Linked DNA regions of Sus scrofa: region 2 is linked to region 1. Evidence: chromatin contacts called from public HiChIP or PLAC-seq data. All regions are on one chromosome and are shown on one strand. The core of a region is the stretch at or near the end of the contact, and the rest is flanking DNA. Distances in the headings are between cores, read along the strand shown. Region 1 overlaps FNIP2 (folliculin-interacting protein 2). Region 2 overlaps LOC110262100 (rap guanine nucleotide exchange factor 6-like).

Region 1 (7,816 bases), core at 3,915-6,414:
TCAGATCTGAGCCGCAGCTGGATCCTTAACCCACTGTGCCGGGCCAGGGATTGAATCCACATCCCAACGCTCCCAAGATGCTGCCAATCCCATTGCACCACAGCGTGTTTTCCTACTCTTGAGTTAGAAATAGGTAACCATAGGAGTTCTCCCTGTGGCACAGTGGCTTAAGGATCTGACTGCAGTGGCTTGAGTCACTGTGGAAATACACATTCAATCCCTGACCCAACTCAGTGGGTTAAAGGATCTGGCATCTCCACAGCTGCGGCAAAGGTCGCAGTTTAGCTGGGATTCAACCCCTGACCCAGGAACTTCCATATGCCTTGGGGTCCATTAAAAAAAAAAAAAAAGAAGAAGAAAGAAAGAAGAAATAGGGAACCACGTGAAAGGTTAGTTATTTAAATGCAGTTCATGGAAGAGGACTATGTTAGTAGTTGTGTGGATGACTTGATAGGAACTGGATTGAATCTAAACATAAAGGAATCTAAATAGAGTTGTTCAAGGAAGTTGGTGTGTATTAGATATTCAGCCCATGCCTTGCATTTTGTTATGTTCATTTCCAAGGCTGTGGAAGAAAAATGTGATTTCTCTCCTTGAGTTACTTATGAAATCACTGAGTAGACAAACAGATGTGAATTCAAGAGCCACTTAAGACAGTGACATTAAATGGCAGATGGGAGGCGGGAAGGCTCAGCCTGTTGGCTGGCAGAGGAGGGAAGCAGCTTTGGAATCCTTGATGCCCCTACTAACATTCTTCTGTCATCTTCCAACTACGACATAGTTTTTCTTTTTTTGTTTGTTTTGTTTTGCTTGTTAGGGCCACACCTGCAGCATATAGAGATTCCCAGGCTAGGGGTCAAATTGGAGCTATAGCTTCCGGCCTATACTAACTCACAGCAACGCCGGACACTTAACCCACTGAACGAGGCCAGGGATCGAACCCTCAAGCTCATAGATATTAGTTGGATTCGTTTCTTCTGTGCCACAACGGGAACTCTAACCATAAAATTTAAAAGAAAGAAAGGGAGGAAGGGAGGAGGGAATGAAGGAAGGAGAGAAAGAATAAATATCAGAACCAAGCCCTAAGGCTAGACCCAGATAGATCAGGCTTCTTACAGGAATTTGATTGTTCAGTGTTAAGCTTTAAAATGCTATTTTTATAGCATTTGTTGAAGTACTTAATTTCTCCAAAGTACTGCTCCCTGTATATTACTGTTGCTAAGCATGTGTGTACTCATGTGTAATATTTTGTGTACGTGAACTTGATAAAATAATGAGCTTTAAAAGACTGCCTGACAGATTTCACTATTAATTACTTCAACAGTTCAGATATGGCTAATAAGAAAAAGTAATAATAAAAAAAGAAGCATCATGCAGTTCAGGGTTTCCTTGACTTATTTTAGTTCTCTATATGCCTTAAAAGTAGAGCCTTTAAAATTTTTTTAATGTATTTTATTTTGTAAATATGGTTGGCTTACAGTGTTGTGTCAGAGCCTTTTCTTAGAGGAATTTTCAGTTGAAGACAGGACAGAGGGTGTGTGTGGGTGTGCCCCTGTGATAATCCACCCGTGGTCTTCTGGATCATGGAGTTCTTTAAGTTCTAGAAGCTTAGAGATTGACTAATGAGCCAAATCATAATATGTTTAAACTACCCTCTTTTTCTCTCTCTCTGGTTTTAAAAATTTTATGGCCACACCTGAGACATATGGAAGTTCCCCTGCCAGGAATTAAATCCTAGCTGCAGCTGCAGCAAAGCTGTATCCTTTAACCCACTGCACCAGGCCAGGGATCAAACCCACACTTCCATAGCAAACAGAGCCACTACAGTGGGATTCTTAAACCCACTGCGTCACAGCAGGAACTCCAGAAACTGCCCTCTCTTTAGTGGAGTTGTGTCTCCTTTGGAAAGATACATGTCAGAAATCTCCAGATCACCAGAACTTAAGCTTCAATTCTCTGACCTGGAAGTTTAGACCAGATCAGGGCTGGGCAGCCTATCACCCCTGGTGCCCCTTAAATTGTAACCAACATAATTACTGATGACATTTTTAAAATCTCTCTCCATTATTCATTTCTTTTTCTTGCCTATTTGTGTTTCCCTCTATTTTCATCTGCCATTAAAAAGTGTTTATTATTTACTATAAGTGGGTAATTACTCAGTAGAGTGTTTTCAGTTTTTTTGTTTGTTTGCTTTGTTTTTCTTTTTATGGCTGCACCTGTGGTACATGGACGTTGCTGGTCAAGGGGTTGAATCAGAGCTGCATTTGTGACCTGCGCCACAGCCATAGCAATCCTAGATCTAAGCCACATCTGTGACCTATGCCACAGCTTGCAGCAATGCCAGATCCTTAACCCAATGAGCAAGGCCAGGGATTGAACCCACATCCTCATGGATACTATGTCAGGTTCTTAACCTGAGGAGTCACAATGGGAACTCCTCAAGAGTGTGGTTAGATGGAGGCATTTGGGGGTGCCCCATGGATGTATTCATGGAATTCTATGCTGGATATTTAGTGGCCCGAAAAGGTATTTTTTTTTTTTTTTTTTTTTGGTTCACTTCTGAAAATGTTCTGTGGTCCTTCATGCTCCTGGAGCCTGTGTACATAACAGTCAGGGATGCCTCACCCTGTTCAGGGTAGCAGGGTGTTTGCAGCTGTGTCACTGCTGTGCTTAGCCTATTTCTAAGTTAGTCGAGGACCCAGTCCTGCTCAGGACTAAGGATCCAGGGAGAGAAAGTTCAGCCTTTCCTTCAGGCAATGGGCCTCTGTCCATTTGTCCCAACTCTTAGCACCTCCCCCAACCCCTTTAGTCTTTACTCAGGTTTCCACCAGTGACTTAAAAATGGCTTGTGCTCTTTTTTTTCCCTTTTATGTTTCTCTGACCCATTTAGTTTTTCCTTTTTCCCATTGTAGTTCAGAAGCCTAAGAGCCCAACATGGTGTCTGTGAGGATGTAGGTTCGACCCCCTGGCCTCACTCAGTGGGTTAAGGATCTAGTGTTGCCGCAACCTGCGGAGTAGATCATAGATGCAGCTCGGATCCGGAGTTGCCATGGCTGAGGTGTAGGCCAGCAGCTACGGCTCCCATTCAACCCCCTAGCCCAAAACTTCCATATGCCACAGGTGTGGCCCTAAAAAAAAGAAGAAAAAAAGGTAATTGAGCCAATTCCTCAGTTCCTTCTCCGTTGTTCCTGGGTCTGGATCCACAACCCTCAGGGGTAACTGGTATCTTATTATAATCTTCCATCCGTCACCTCCCCAGGGAGCCTCACTGTCCTCATGCCAGCAGCTCCCTTCCAAAAATAGAGTTCTGTGTGGTGGGACATGTAATCTATAGTCTGTGCTTCCCTACCGCTATGATGGGGAAACTGTTTAGGAAATTGAGTTGAATTGGAAATGAAGGCCCAAATTATCTACTGCCTATAGTCAAAAAAAAAAGCTGGATTTTTACACCAAGCATTCTTAGCCTCTGGGCCCCCTGCTCACAGGACGTTTTTGGTAAGAAACATCTACCTGGCCTGGTCATGCCACCTTGACAGAGGCAGGTGATTGGAATCCAGCTGAAGGGGGTTGGCAGACATTCCACTCATCATCTACATGTGGACAGACCTTTAGATCACATAAATGCTTTCAGGATGGAAGCCCCTTGGAGGAGAGGCTTTAGTATAGATCCATTCTGTGCTACCTAGAAAACTGTGAATTTCTGATAGGCACAAAAAGCCTTGAAGGAAATTGAGCTCAAAATACAAATCTTTTTTGGGGGGGGGTCCTTTTTAGGTCATACCCTCAGCATATGGAGGTTCGTAGGCTAGGAGTTGAATCGGAGCTGTAGCTGCTGTCTTACGCCACAGCCACAATAATCCAGGATCCAAGCTGCAAGTGCAACCTACACCACAGCTCACGACAACGCCAGATCCTTAACCCATTGAGCGAGGCCAGGGATTGAATCTGCGTCCTCATGGATACTAGTCTGATTCATTTTTGCTGAGCCATGACAGGAACTCCCGAAGTACAGATTTTTTATATGTCCACATTTCCTTTTCTTTGCTCATAAGGACCAGGTACATTGATGGTGAGCCATTTTAATCTTGCTGTGAATTCAGGACACATGGGCAAGAATTTGCAGGAACTTGTAAAGGGAAGTCATTGCAGCCCCGTCTTTGCTTTCAATTTTGGAGAGTGTGTATATGTCTGCATAAGGAGAGTAGGAGTGAGGGGTCCAAAAACCTTTTGGGGACAATGAAATTTGGGGTCATTATGTGTATGAGCATCCATACTATTTGGTTAACAAGTCTAAGAAAGTGAGACCCATCCTTGGAAAACTGGGCTTCATTAATTCAAGAATCTGCTTTGTCATATTATTTTATTTCTCATGTTTAAGATTATTTGAGGAGTTTCCATTGTGGCTCAGCCACTTATAGACTCAGCATTGTCTCTGTGAGGATTTGGGTTTGATCCCTTACCTCAATCAGTGGGTTAAGTATCCTAGGTTGCCAGAAGTTCGCAGCTCCAATTCAACTCCTGGCCCAGGAATTTCCATCTGCTGCAAGTGCAGCCATAGAAAGATTTTTTAAAAAAAGGATTATTTGAACAAATGCTTAAGTATTGGCCCAGTCAGCTTTGTCTGATTTGCTGTTTGCTATTCTTTTCAATAGAAAAAAAAAAAGTATATTTTTTAAGGTTGCACCCGAGGTATATGGAAGTTTCCAGGCTAGGGGTTGAGTCTGAGCTGCAGTTGCCAGCCTACAATACAGCCTCAGCAACACCAGATCTGAGCCGAGTATGTGACCTACACCACAGCTCACGGCAACAGTGGATCTTTAATCCACTGATCGAGGCCAGGGATCAAACCTCCATCCTCATGGATGCTAGTCAGATTTGTTTCTGCTGCACCACAATGGGAACTCCCAAATTGTGTTCATTTAAATGGAGGGAAAGTAGGGATTCTTAAAAATGGTAAGAAGGCTGAAGAACTAGGCTTGGGGTAGGTGGGAAACAAGGTACCTCCGAGTTGCTCTCTGGGTAGGAACACAGTGGCCCTGAGTGTCCTTGGCTCCCTGCTTTAGGGAGGAAGCATCTGACTGGCCCTGGTACCTCCCAAGACTCAGGGAGGGTGGGCCTTGCAGGATTTAGCCAGGAAAGTTCATTGTCCAAGGGGAAATGAGGAGGAAGTTAACAGGAGGAAGTTAGGCCTGGCAGCCAAAGTGGCAAAAGGCACCAGGGCAGCGACAGGGACAGAATGACCCGTGGAAGCCAGGCATGTTTTCCTTTGGTGACTGAGGTCAGGAAGCTGTGCCCGTGCATGCTGGCCATGAGGGGCGTCTGTCTGTATACCTGCCCACGCCTGCTTCTCTCAGCTTGGGGCCAGGAAGGCTTTTGTGCTGTCGATTTTTGCACACATGGGGCACCAAGCCTGTGTCAAAGGAGTTGGTGGGGAAGTGCTTGTACTTGGATCAGTTTCAAGGAATTTGGTTGCTTTAGGCCCTTGCCTTGACTGTGTCAGCTTTCACCCTATTGCCCTGGGGCACTGTTTACTGGTTAACATGCTTTGTCCACCACTGCCCAGTTACCAAGGAGCTTGTGTTCAAGCATGTTTGTCAGTGGCCACACTCGTACCCTTTGGCCTCGGCTCGATCAGTCGCTTCCTGGCCCTGTCTGGTTTCAGTCAGTTGTCAGAGTTGCTGATGCAGGTAGCGCACAGTTACTGAACCAACATTGCTTAGTGGTTGAAGCACCGTATCTTTCAGGGGACATTCCTTTTCCCCACCAGACCTCCTTCTTGGGATGATGACAGTAGAATCCTTCACCCTCTTCTGAGTCTCCACTTAAAAGGCAACTGCAGGAGTTCCCCTTGTGGCTCAGCAAGTTAAGGACCCGACATAGTGCCCATGAGGAGGCAGGTTGTATCCCTGGCCTCCCTCAGTGAGATAAGGATCCCATGTTGCAGTGAGCTGCAGTGTAGGTCATAGATGCAGCTCAGATCCAGTGTTGCTGTGGTGTAGGTTGAAGCTCTGATTTGACTCCTGGCGCAGAAATTTCCTCATGTCCCAGGTGCAGGGCCCCCCCCCCTCCAAAAAAAAGTCAAGTGCAGTCTTCCAGAAGGACTTGGGCTTTAATGTCCTGGGATGGAGAGAAATGGTGTGTCTTTTTACTTACCCCTGAACATTTGACATGTATAGTGTGCCTCCTGGATGGAAGAAGACAATCATGATTGCAATTTTATCCAGTTAATTTTTTTTTTTTTTTTTTGGCTGTGCCATAGCATATGGAAGTTCCCAGGTCAGGAATCAAACTTGCACCCCAGCAGTAACCACAGCTACAGCAGTGACATTGCCAGATCCTTAACCCACTGAGCCACCCTGGAACTCCTCTGAGTTAATTTTTAAATAGCTTTACATCATCCACACTTTTGTTACCATATCAGATACTTGAAGCTAGTCTGGATCTCAGTTTCTTTTAAATTTGTTTCTTATTTGTTTGTTTACTGAATGGGATTATGTAGACATTTTTTTCTTGGTTTATCTGAAAGACTTATTTTATATCAAAAATAAAAACATCATTAGAAAAAAATTTAAAAATAAATAGCAATGTTGTGACACTCCTGGCTGAGCCCACTGGGCACCTCTGGGTTCCTGTAGCCCCCAGGTCGCCCTGTCCACCCTCGGTCTGATGCTGCCCAGAGATTTCTGGTTGCTCTGAGCATCACCAGAAGTGTGCTGAGAAGCGTGGTGAGGAGCTGACCCTATGCTTCCCTTGCAGCACCCCGTGCTCGATGAACCTATCGCCGAGGCAGTCTGCATCATCGCAGACACGGATAAGTGGAGTGTCCAGGTGGCCACAAGTCAGAGGAAGGCAGTAGACAGCACGAAACTTGGCCAGGACGTCCTGGTCTCGAGTCAGGTGTCCAATCTACTCCAGTCCATCCTGCAGCTGCACAAACTTCACCTCCCCGCCGATTTTGTAAGTCCGTCTTCTCCTGTCATCAAAGAAATAGAGCTAAAAACACTTTCAGTCGTATTATTTTTAGTGTAACTGATTGATAGCCCAAGTAAAACCGGAACAGGTGACACAGAGCCAGCACGGGCTACATTCAGCAACAGCTGCCCTTCTGTGAGGCAAAGAGCATGGAGTGAACAGGTTATAGGGAGAAGTAGGTGAGTTACAGGGGTCAAGCATGAAGGGAAATTTAAAATCCTCCTTTGGGAAAACTCCTGGGTTTTCTATTTATCAGATCGATACCAAGCAAGCCAGTTTCCAAAGGGACTGGAGTTCTGTCTATTCAGGGACCACCCTCATAGGGTTGTTCTGGATAAAATAGAAGATTGTGTAAATGTTGAAGCTCCATAATCCATGGGGGTTGGTGTCAGTTGTTTGAATGGGATTTTTTTTTTTCTTTTTGTCTTTTTAGGGCCTCACCCACAGCATATGGAGGTTCCCAGGCTAGGGGTTGGATCAGAGCTATAGCTGCCACTCTCTACCACAGCCACAGCAATGCCAAATCCGAGCCTCATCTGTGACCTACACTGCAGCTCACAGCAATGCTGGATCCTTAATCCACTGAGTGAGGCCAGGGATCGAACCTGTATACCAGTTGGGTTTGTTACTGCTGAGCCATGACGGGAACTCCTTGAAGTTTAAATTTTAAAATTACTTCGATAACCTTACATTAAATACAGACAGCCGCTCTCTCCGGGTTCCCAGGATAGTGTGTGTGTGAAGAAAGATGGAGGAAGTATATTTAGAGAGAGAGGGAGAGTTCTAAAGCAGAAGCGGTGCTGAGGGTCAGTTCATGCGGGAGGAGCTCCCTGGCCAGTGGAGA
Region 2 (7,816 bases), core at 3,263-5,762, 240 kb after region 1:
GATCCTTAACCCACTGAGCGAGGCCAGGGATCAAACCTGTGTCCTCACGGATGCTAGTCAGGTTTGCTAAACACTGAGCCATGATGGTAACTCCATCATTTCAATTTGTAAGCAATGTAAAAACTTATGAGATACTTTACTTCTTTTCATAGCAAGTCTTCGAAATCCAGTGTGAGTTTTACACTTAAGCTTATTTCCACCAGGACTAGCTATTTTTCAAGCATTTGTAACCATGTGTGGCCAGTGGCTACCATATTGCATAACCCAAGTATAGAAACTACAAGTTTAAGAAGCAGTAGTTAGCAAATAAGATACACAGATGGCAAATAAGCATATGAAAAGATGCTCCCTATCAAATGTCATCAGGGTAATGTAAATTCAAACAACCGCACACCTGTCGGAATGGCCACTATCCAGGACACTGACAATACCAGATGTGGAGCAACAAGAACTTTCATTCACTGCCAGGGAGATTGCCAAATGGTACAGGCGCTTTGGAAGACAATTTGGTGGTTTCTCACTGAAATAATATACTCTTACTCACAAAACTAATAAAATCCTACCATGTGATCCAGCAGTTGTACTCCTTGATATTTATCTAATGGAGCTGAAAACTTAGGTCCCCACAAAAACCTCCGTGTGGATGTTTATAGCAGTTTTTGAAAAACTGCTAAAATCATTCCAAAGTAAAGTTTTTATTTTTTTAGAGACTCACTATTTATAACATGAATCTAATTTTGTTTTCTTTTTTCTTTTCCACATTACTGTCCTATTAACCAGCCTGTTTTTATCTGAACTATAATAAGTAGTCATCACTGGGGAAAATTATTTGCAATGTTAAGGATGCTGTCCTTAAAGATCTCAATGAGAAAGGCAGACATGTTAGTAGTGAATGAAGGAAAAATTACAAAAAGAACTGCAATTTGGAATTCCTGTTGTGGCACAGCGAAAATAATTCTGACTAGGAACCATGAGGTTGGGGGTTTGATCCCTGGTCTTGCTTAGTGGATTAACAATCCGGCATTGCTGTGAGCTGCTGTCATAGACGCAGCTTGGATCTGGCCTTGCTGTGGCTGTGGGTATAGGCCAGCAGCTGTAACTCTGATGCTACCCCTGCTCTGGAAACCTCCATATGCTGTAGGTATGGCCCTAAAAAGCCAAAAAAAAAAAAAAAAAAAAAAAAAATTGCTTAAAGTCGAGAAAAATAGCAGGAACTTAAATATGTAAAATGAAAGGCTTGATGGAGTTAATAGGGTGTTTGGAACAAAAGACTGTCTTGTTTTTTTTTTTAATTAAAAAAAAAATTTTTTTTTTTTTTTTTGGTAAAGGGCCACATCCGCAGCATATGGAAGTTACTGGGCCAGGTGTTGGTTGAATTTGAGCCACAGCTGCAACCTACTCCACACTGAACCACAGCTGCAACCTACTCCACACTGTCCACAGCAGGAAACTCCTATCTTGTAGTCTTTTACCTCATGAGATATTTATGGTAGTTATCAGTGATGAAAGCTGATTACAAAATGGAAAGTATACTGTCGTTGAATTTTTGTTTAAAATACATTAACACATCTTTGTATGTGAGTGAAATCTCTTTAGCAGGCTTGTGGTCAGATTTTTGCTTTGCCCTCTCCAAGGTGTGTGACTTTAGTCAAGATACCTAGCCTTTTACTGCCTTAGTTTTCTTTGTAGGCATTCTATTACCAATTTATAGGCAGCTGGATGATTAAATTAAATGAAAAGCAGAGTGTTCTCTGCAGAGACTGGCATATGTGTCCTAAAAATGCCCCGAAAGTATTTTTTTTTTTTTTTACAAAAATCTTATTTTTGAGTGAAGGGATTGCAGATAATTTAAAATTTCTTATTTTTTCCTATCCTTATTTACATTTTTCTACAACAGATATGTTTTGTGATTTTTTTTTTTTAAAGTTAAAATTGCTTAATTTACTTTTAGGTTAAAGGCAGAAAAGTATTAGATTAGATGTGTAATCAGAACATGTTATATTGCTTACTGAACTGGAAAATATAGAGAATCACTCATGTTGTGTTGAAATACAGTCATTAAATCACATTTACATGTAACAGTATTTATACAAATAGTAGATTTTATTGAATCTTAGGGCTTGTACTTTATTTTTAAAGTAGGTGGTTAAGTGAGGTTCAATAAAGAATACGAGGTCTGTCATGGCGCAGTGAAAATGAATCTGACTAGAAACCATGAGGTTGTGGGTGTGATCCCTTGCCTTGCTCAGCTGGTCAAGGATCCGGCGTTGCCTTGAGCTATGGTGTAGGTCGCAAACACAGCTCGTATCTGGTGTGGCTGTGGCTGTGGCATAGGCTGGTGGCTACAGCTCCGATTAGACCCCTAGCCTGGGAACCTCCATATGCTGCAGGTGCAGCCCTAAAAAAAATAAAAAATAAAAAAAAAAAAGAAAGAATAGATGTTGAAAACTGTAAGTGCCAGTTTCTTATATTTACTTTCAGGGAAAGTTTTAGTTTTAATCATTTCTTATATTTTAATAAAGAGAAAGTCAAATTCAGATGATTTACTAGTTTTCGAGGCTACATACAACAAATACTGCTTTCAATTATTTTTCCCAATTTCTATTTTGCCTCTGAATACTTTGAAGCACTTCTTACACATATGGTGGTTCATGTTTAATAACTACCTATTGAATATCTCCTCTTTCCATTTAAAATAGAGTTTCACTGTATTTTTTCATGGCTCTCTTGTAATGTGCTCTTGGATTTGATTGTGCTTAGGCGGTGGGTATAGGAGTGAATCTGGATTGCATATTAGGTTTTCTCAGTAGTGGGTGAGCACCTTCCTGTTCATTGGTTGTATTCTGTTGAGGCTGTCAAGAACAGATCCAGAAGAAACAAAAATAAACCTAATTCATAAGAGCATACTGTTTTATTTTATGTATTTTTTCCTAATAGTCTATTTTCATCAAATGTTGACATTTTACATTTGCTACTATGCTTCTTAGAAAGAGGTGTAGTAATCAAACTATTTTTTGGATCCAAATTAAATGTGGCTTAAACAAATGAATTTTTGGAGCCCTTAGCTTTCAAGGCTGCATCAAGCCTCTTGGCTTTGTGGGGAGAGGGGAGTGCGCATTCCCTAAACTCATATGACTAGCCTCCCCTTTGCAAAAGCATCGTGTAATACACTCTGGGAAACACTGTTTTCAATACAATTATAGAGAGCAGCAGAAGGAAAAAAGACCTGGAATACCTACCCATTGAATAAGAAGTAAAATTGGCTCTTAAAACTGTATTGTGAACATTTAAAACAATAGCAAATGTAGTTAAAATTTCAGCTTAGTGTTTTTTTTCCTCCCTGCACCCCCCAAGCTGTCCCTCCTTTTTCTCTCTCTCTTTTAAAATGAGACTATTTTATTTATTTTTATTTAGTTTTTATTTGTTTATTGATGCCCGAGGCATGTGGAAATTCCCGGGCCAGGGATTAAACCTACATCACAGCAGTGACCCAAGTCACAGTAATAACAACATTGGATCCTTAACCCACTGAACCATCAGGGAGCTCCAATAAGAGACTGTTTTATGTAAGTGATGAAAAAACCAGAGAACTACTCTGAGTATTTCTTCCCCTAAACAGGTCATTTCTGTGTGTATTGATAATATGAGTACTCAGAAATTACTGTAAATATCAAGTGTTATTCTCTCCAGCTTTGTACTTACGGTAGAACAGAATTGTTTAGGATTGGGCAGGTCTGCCCCTTATTTGTTTTAGAGCAATAATGATCAAAAGTTCGTAGGAGAGATTGTTATCACAGAGAGATATGATTTAGGGCATAATTTAAAAACTTTATGAAATGTCATGGCATTAACGTTATTCTAAAAGCAGTTGGGGCAGGTGTTCATTGGTTCTAGAGAATTGCCCCTGTAATCCTAGTTCTTTTACTTGGAATATTTTATTTGTTTTTGTCCCAGATTTTGCAAATCCTAGGAGCAGGTTCATCAAGTAGAATTAATTTTTGTCATGTGTTTTATTACTAGTTATATTGTTATTGTTACTAGTAGTATTAATTTGTCTTGTGTTCAGGGGAGTTCTATTCTGTAGGGCTACAGAGAACACTGACTTAACCAGTACTGAACCATTGCTCGGGGGCAGTACATGGCCAGGTTCTTGCAAGCCTCTGGCCACAATTTTGTCAACTGATCAAATGTATAACCTTGTTTTGTGTGTGTTTTTATTTAAAGAGACCTTACTCAATATGAATTTGATTTGTGAATATTGAACTCTGGGCCAGAGCACTCTAACCCATATCTGGGCAAAGACTTACCTAACACATGTGTTTTTCCCCTGTGGCCCTCGTGTGCCTAGGGTCACTAGACTGCATTGCTGCAGGAGGCTCAGGGGCTTGTAAACAGTGAGATCACCAACAGAAAGCACACAAATGTGAAATCCATGACACAGAAAACAAGGACTCTTGTTTGCAGCACAGGAGCTGGAAGAAGAAAACCGAGCATTACTTCCTTCCCTCAGCTGGGCCCAAGGACGGGGCATGACTCAGATTTTCCATGCCCTGCATGTGGCCCTGAATGACTGTGAAAATGCCTTGAGTATCGAACTTGGGGCTACAGATTAAGTTGAGCAAGTAGGCGGAATTTATAAATATGACCTCCCTTGTAATGAGGGTCAAGGGTTCCTGGATTGTTTTGGAATCTGAGGTTGGCCTGGGAGCTCAAGAGCAGGTTCATCAGCCTGCTGTCCAGCTGTCTGCCTGTCCCTTTCTTTCCTCCTCTGGTGCTGGTGTCCCCAGTCCAGACTCATTGTGAAATGTGCACTGGTTGCTGCCGCTCTAGTAAGCAAGAAAAATAGGGTGTGATGAAGTAATAAAATCTGCGTAGCATCTAGAACTAGCCTTGGCTTTGCTCCTGAATTTGCCAGCACTTGGAGGATAAATCAGAGATGCATACTGTGCTTTCTGTTCTCTGTAATTTGGGTACTGGTGTCCTTTATGTAGAGGCCATACATGCCCTTCTGAAGGTTGGTCACACCATAGCAGCTGTGAAACATCTTCTTTTACTATATGACTATTGGGCTTCTTTTTTTCCCCCTGTGGTCTTGTAGCTGCTCACAGCTGCAGTCAAAGATACTGGCTTATCTACTGTGTCTAGTTCAGTTGGGTGCTGGTCATCTGATTTGGTATGAAATTGAAAAGATGATTTAAATGCAGTCAAATGACTGGTTTTGAATAGAGCACATGCTAACAGATTACTGAGAAGTATTGTTTTTTTTTTTTTTTTTGTGGTTGAGATTTTCACATTGATTTACTGTGGAAACATACAGTTTTTCAGAAAATAAAAGGACATTGTAGGCACCCGTAATGCATAAAGTTCAGAGCTGGATGGTGAAGAATGAATCTAACTAAATAAGTCCTGCTATTTCGTGGATTTTAGGGCTCCCCACCTGATACAGGATGAAAAGTTTTGAAGAAATAAAGAAAACAAACCCCAAGGTATTGTGGACTTTTGGAGACAAATTATTTTGGCTAGAGAGTAAGGTTTCTGGGGAGGGCAGAGTGAGAGGTAAGAAAAGGCTGAACTGCATTATTACTTGGTGTCATCACCTCTAGTAATTGCGTGTATCCAAAGTAGGGTGTTTTCAAAAGTTTTCAGTTTCGTGTTTCAGAGATGTAACATGACATTGATAGGGTGAGGAAATAGAGTAGGGAAACCCATTTCTGCCTCTAGAGAGACCGTTTCATTGCCTGACATCAAGAGTATATCCTCTCCCCATGACCACCACCTGCCTAGGGTGGTGCCTCTCAGCCTTCTCTGCTGTCATGTCTACACAGAACCCCCTCCTTCCTCCATCTTTCCATACTCCATTCTCTGGAAGAGGTGATTGAATCCAACCCACACTCAAGGGGTGGGATGAAGGTGAGAGATTTAAGCCCTACCTGCTGAAGGAAGCATTGATGTAAATAATAAAGTAGACTCAATGGGAGAGGAGATGTTGAGGGTGAAGAACCACCACGTCCTGAGCACTGCATGTGGTTAAGATGCATGGACATCAAGTGGGTTCAGCTTTTAAGTCTTTGCAGTGATGAATGTAAATCATCCCCAAACTAGAATCCAAAACCAAAGATTCAGAGGCTGGAGTGTCCTACGAAGTTCTTTTGTGTTGTTGTATGTTTTTAGCTGTGATGCAAAATAATTTTGGGAGTGATCTAGCTATGTGGGTACAGGTTTTTCGGCAATAAAACTTTTATTCTGGAATGATTTTCGATTACAGAGGAATTGCCAAGATAGTAATGGGGTGTGCTTCCCTGGCTTTCTTCTGTTGTCACATCTTATGTTACCAGGATTCTTTGTGCAAACTAAGGCACCCACACAGGTGCATTCATTCAACTCTCAATTTTAGAACTTTGTTTTGCTAGTTGCCCATGAAGGCATCTTTCCATTCCAGGACCAGCCAGGACATCAAACTGCGCTCAGTCCTCAGCCTCCTCTCACCTGTGTTTCTCACTTTCCTTGTTCCTCACAACTTTAGGGCTAATGGTCAGTTATTTTATATGAAGTCCTTCATTTGAGTTTGCCTGATGACTAGACTGTGGCTGTGAGTTTCTGGGAGGAAGACCATGAAGGTAAAACACCGTTTCATCACCTGACATCAACGTTATATCCTCTCCCCATGACCAGTCACAGTTGTTGCTCACTTTGGTCACCTGGCTAGGGTGGTGCCTCTCAGCATTCTCTACTGTGACGTTTACGCAGAACCGCCTTCTTCCTCCATCTTTCCATACTCCATTCTCTGGAAGCAGGTCATTGAACCCAGCTCACACTCAAGGGGTGGGATGAAGGCCGGAGATTTAAGCCCTGCCCCGTGGAAGAAGCATCAATGTAAATAATTTGAAATTTTTCTCTAAAGAAGATCACATCTTCTCCCTTATTTACATTTCAGTCAATTACTTACATCAGTATGGATTCAGGGCTATTTATTTTATGTTTTGGGTTATCATTTAATAGTGTGCCATGTTGCTGCTCCTCATTGAAGCTCTTGTGTTCATTTGACATGCATGTCCCCATCTTCTTTTTTTCCTTCCTTGAGCAGTTTCTTACTTTCTTAAGTGCTCCAGGTTCATCTTGTGTTTTCCCCACCTATCTTAGAACCAGCCATTTCTTTAAGGACCCTGCTTCCTTTTCTTGGAGAGACTGAAGTCTGGGTGCTGGATATGCTCCTTGCCACTGGGGTCTTTCCTCTTCCAGGGCCTCGTGATGGACAGAGCTAAGATATAAATACATATATATGTATACTGATGGACATGGTATAGTTTTGTGTTAAAATCAAGGGATTTCAATGTGATGTGTGAAGCTTAACATTTTGAAATTAAAATTATATTCCTCAGGCAAATTTTTGCCTTTGTGGGCACAGGTGTGAGTGTCTGGACAAGACTATTAGACAGGTGTCTTCCCCAAAGTCTTCTCTTTCTTTTTTTGCTATAAAGTTATTATATGCTGATTACCGTTAACTCTTTGTATGAAAATTTAGGCCCACCTTTTTTGTTACCTTAAAGAAGAGTTATTTTTTTCCATAGATGCAGAACTGTCTGTCATCATGGGGTTTAATAAGTTACAAGCTGGGGTCATTTTCCTTCGCTCTTTAGTTTATTATAAAAACAATTCACATGCGTGAATTTCCACATTGGCCTTTGCACTCATAATTTGTCAGAAGAAACATTATTTAAACTGAATAGTTATCACTTCTGGAGTGTAAGATACCCTGTTAATGTTTTTTCTAAATAAAGGTAGAGAACTTTAATTTCTAAAATAAGGCAGTTACCTA

Evidence for each region. HiChIP or PLAC-seq counts read pairs in DNA pulled down with a chosen protein or histone mark.
Region 2: an H3K27ac HiChIP or PLAC-seq map of alveolar macrophages shows a contact between it and region 1. The contact joins two enhancer-like sites. A contact is called at or near these places in 1 of 47 Hi-C or Micro-C datasets (epiblast stem cells) and 1 of 2 datasets of contacts at active chromatin or transcription factors (alveolar macrophages).

The regions. Positions count from the first base shown.
Region 1 is chr8:47,821,192-47,829,007 of Sscrofa11.1, forward strand. It overlaps FNIP2 (folliculin-interacting protein 2), which reads left to right. Exons shown (of 18, transcript XR_002346652.1): 16 at 6,757-6,957. Among named protein-coding and RNA genes, the nearest start is that of FNIP2, 120 kb to the left of the region's middle. Within about 2 kb of position 5,165, at least 13 of the 83 cell types and tissues checked have an H3K27ac peak or open chromatin away from gene starts, as enhancers often do. A contact at or near this core is called in alveolar macrophages, where this site is marked.
Region 2 is chr8:48,065,534-48,073,349 of Sscrofa11.1, forward strand. The region is part of intron 1 of LOC110262100 (rap guanine nucleotide exchange factor 6-like); the gene reads left to right. Among named protein-coding and RNA genes, the nearest start is that of RAPGEF2, 110 kb to the right of the region's middle. Within about 2 kb of position 4,513, at least 29 of the 83 cell types and tissues checked have an H3K27ac peak or open chromatin away from gene starts, as enhancers often do. A contact at or near this core is called in alveolar macrophages, where this site is marked.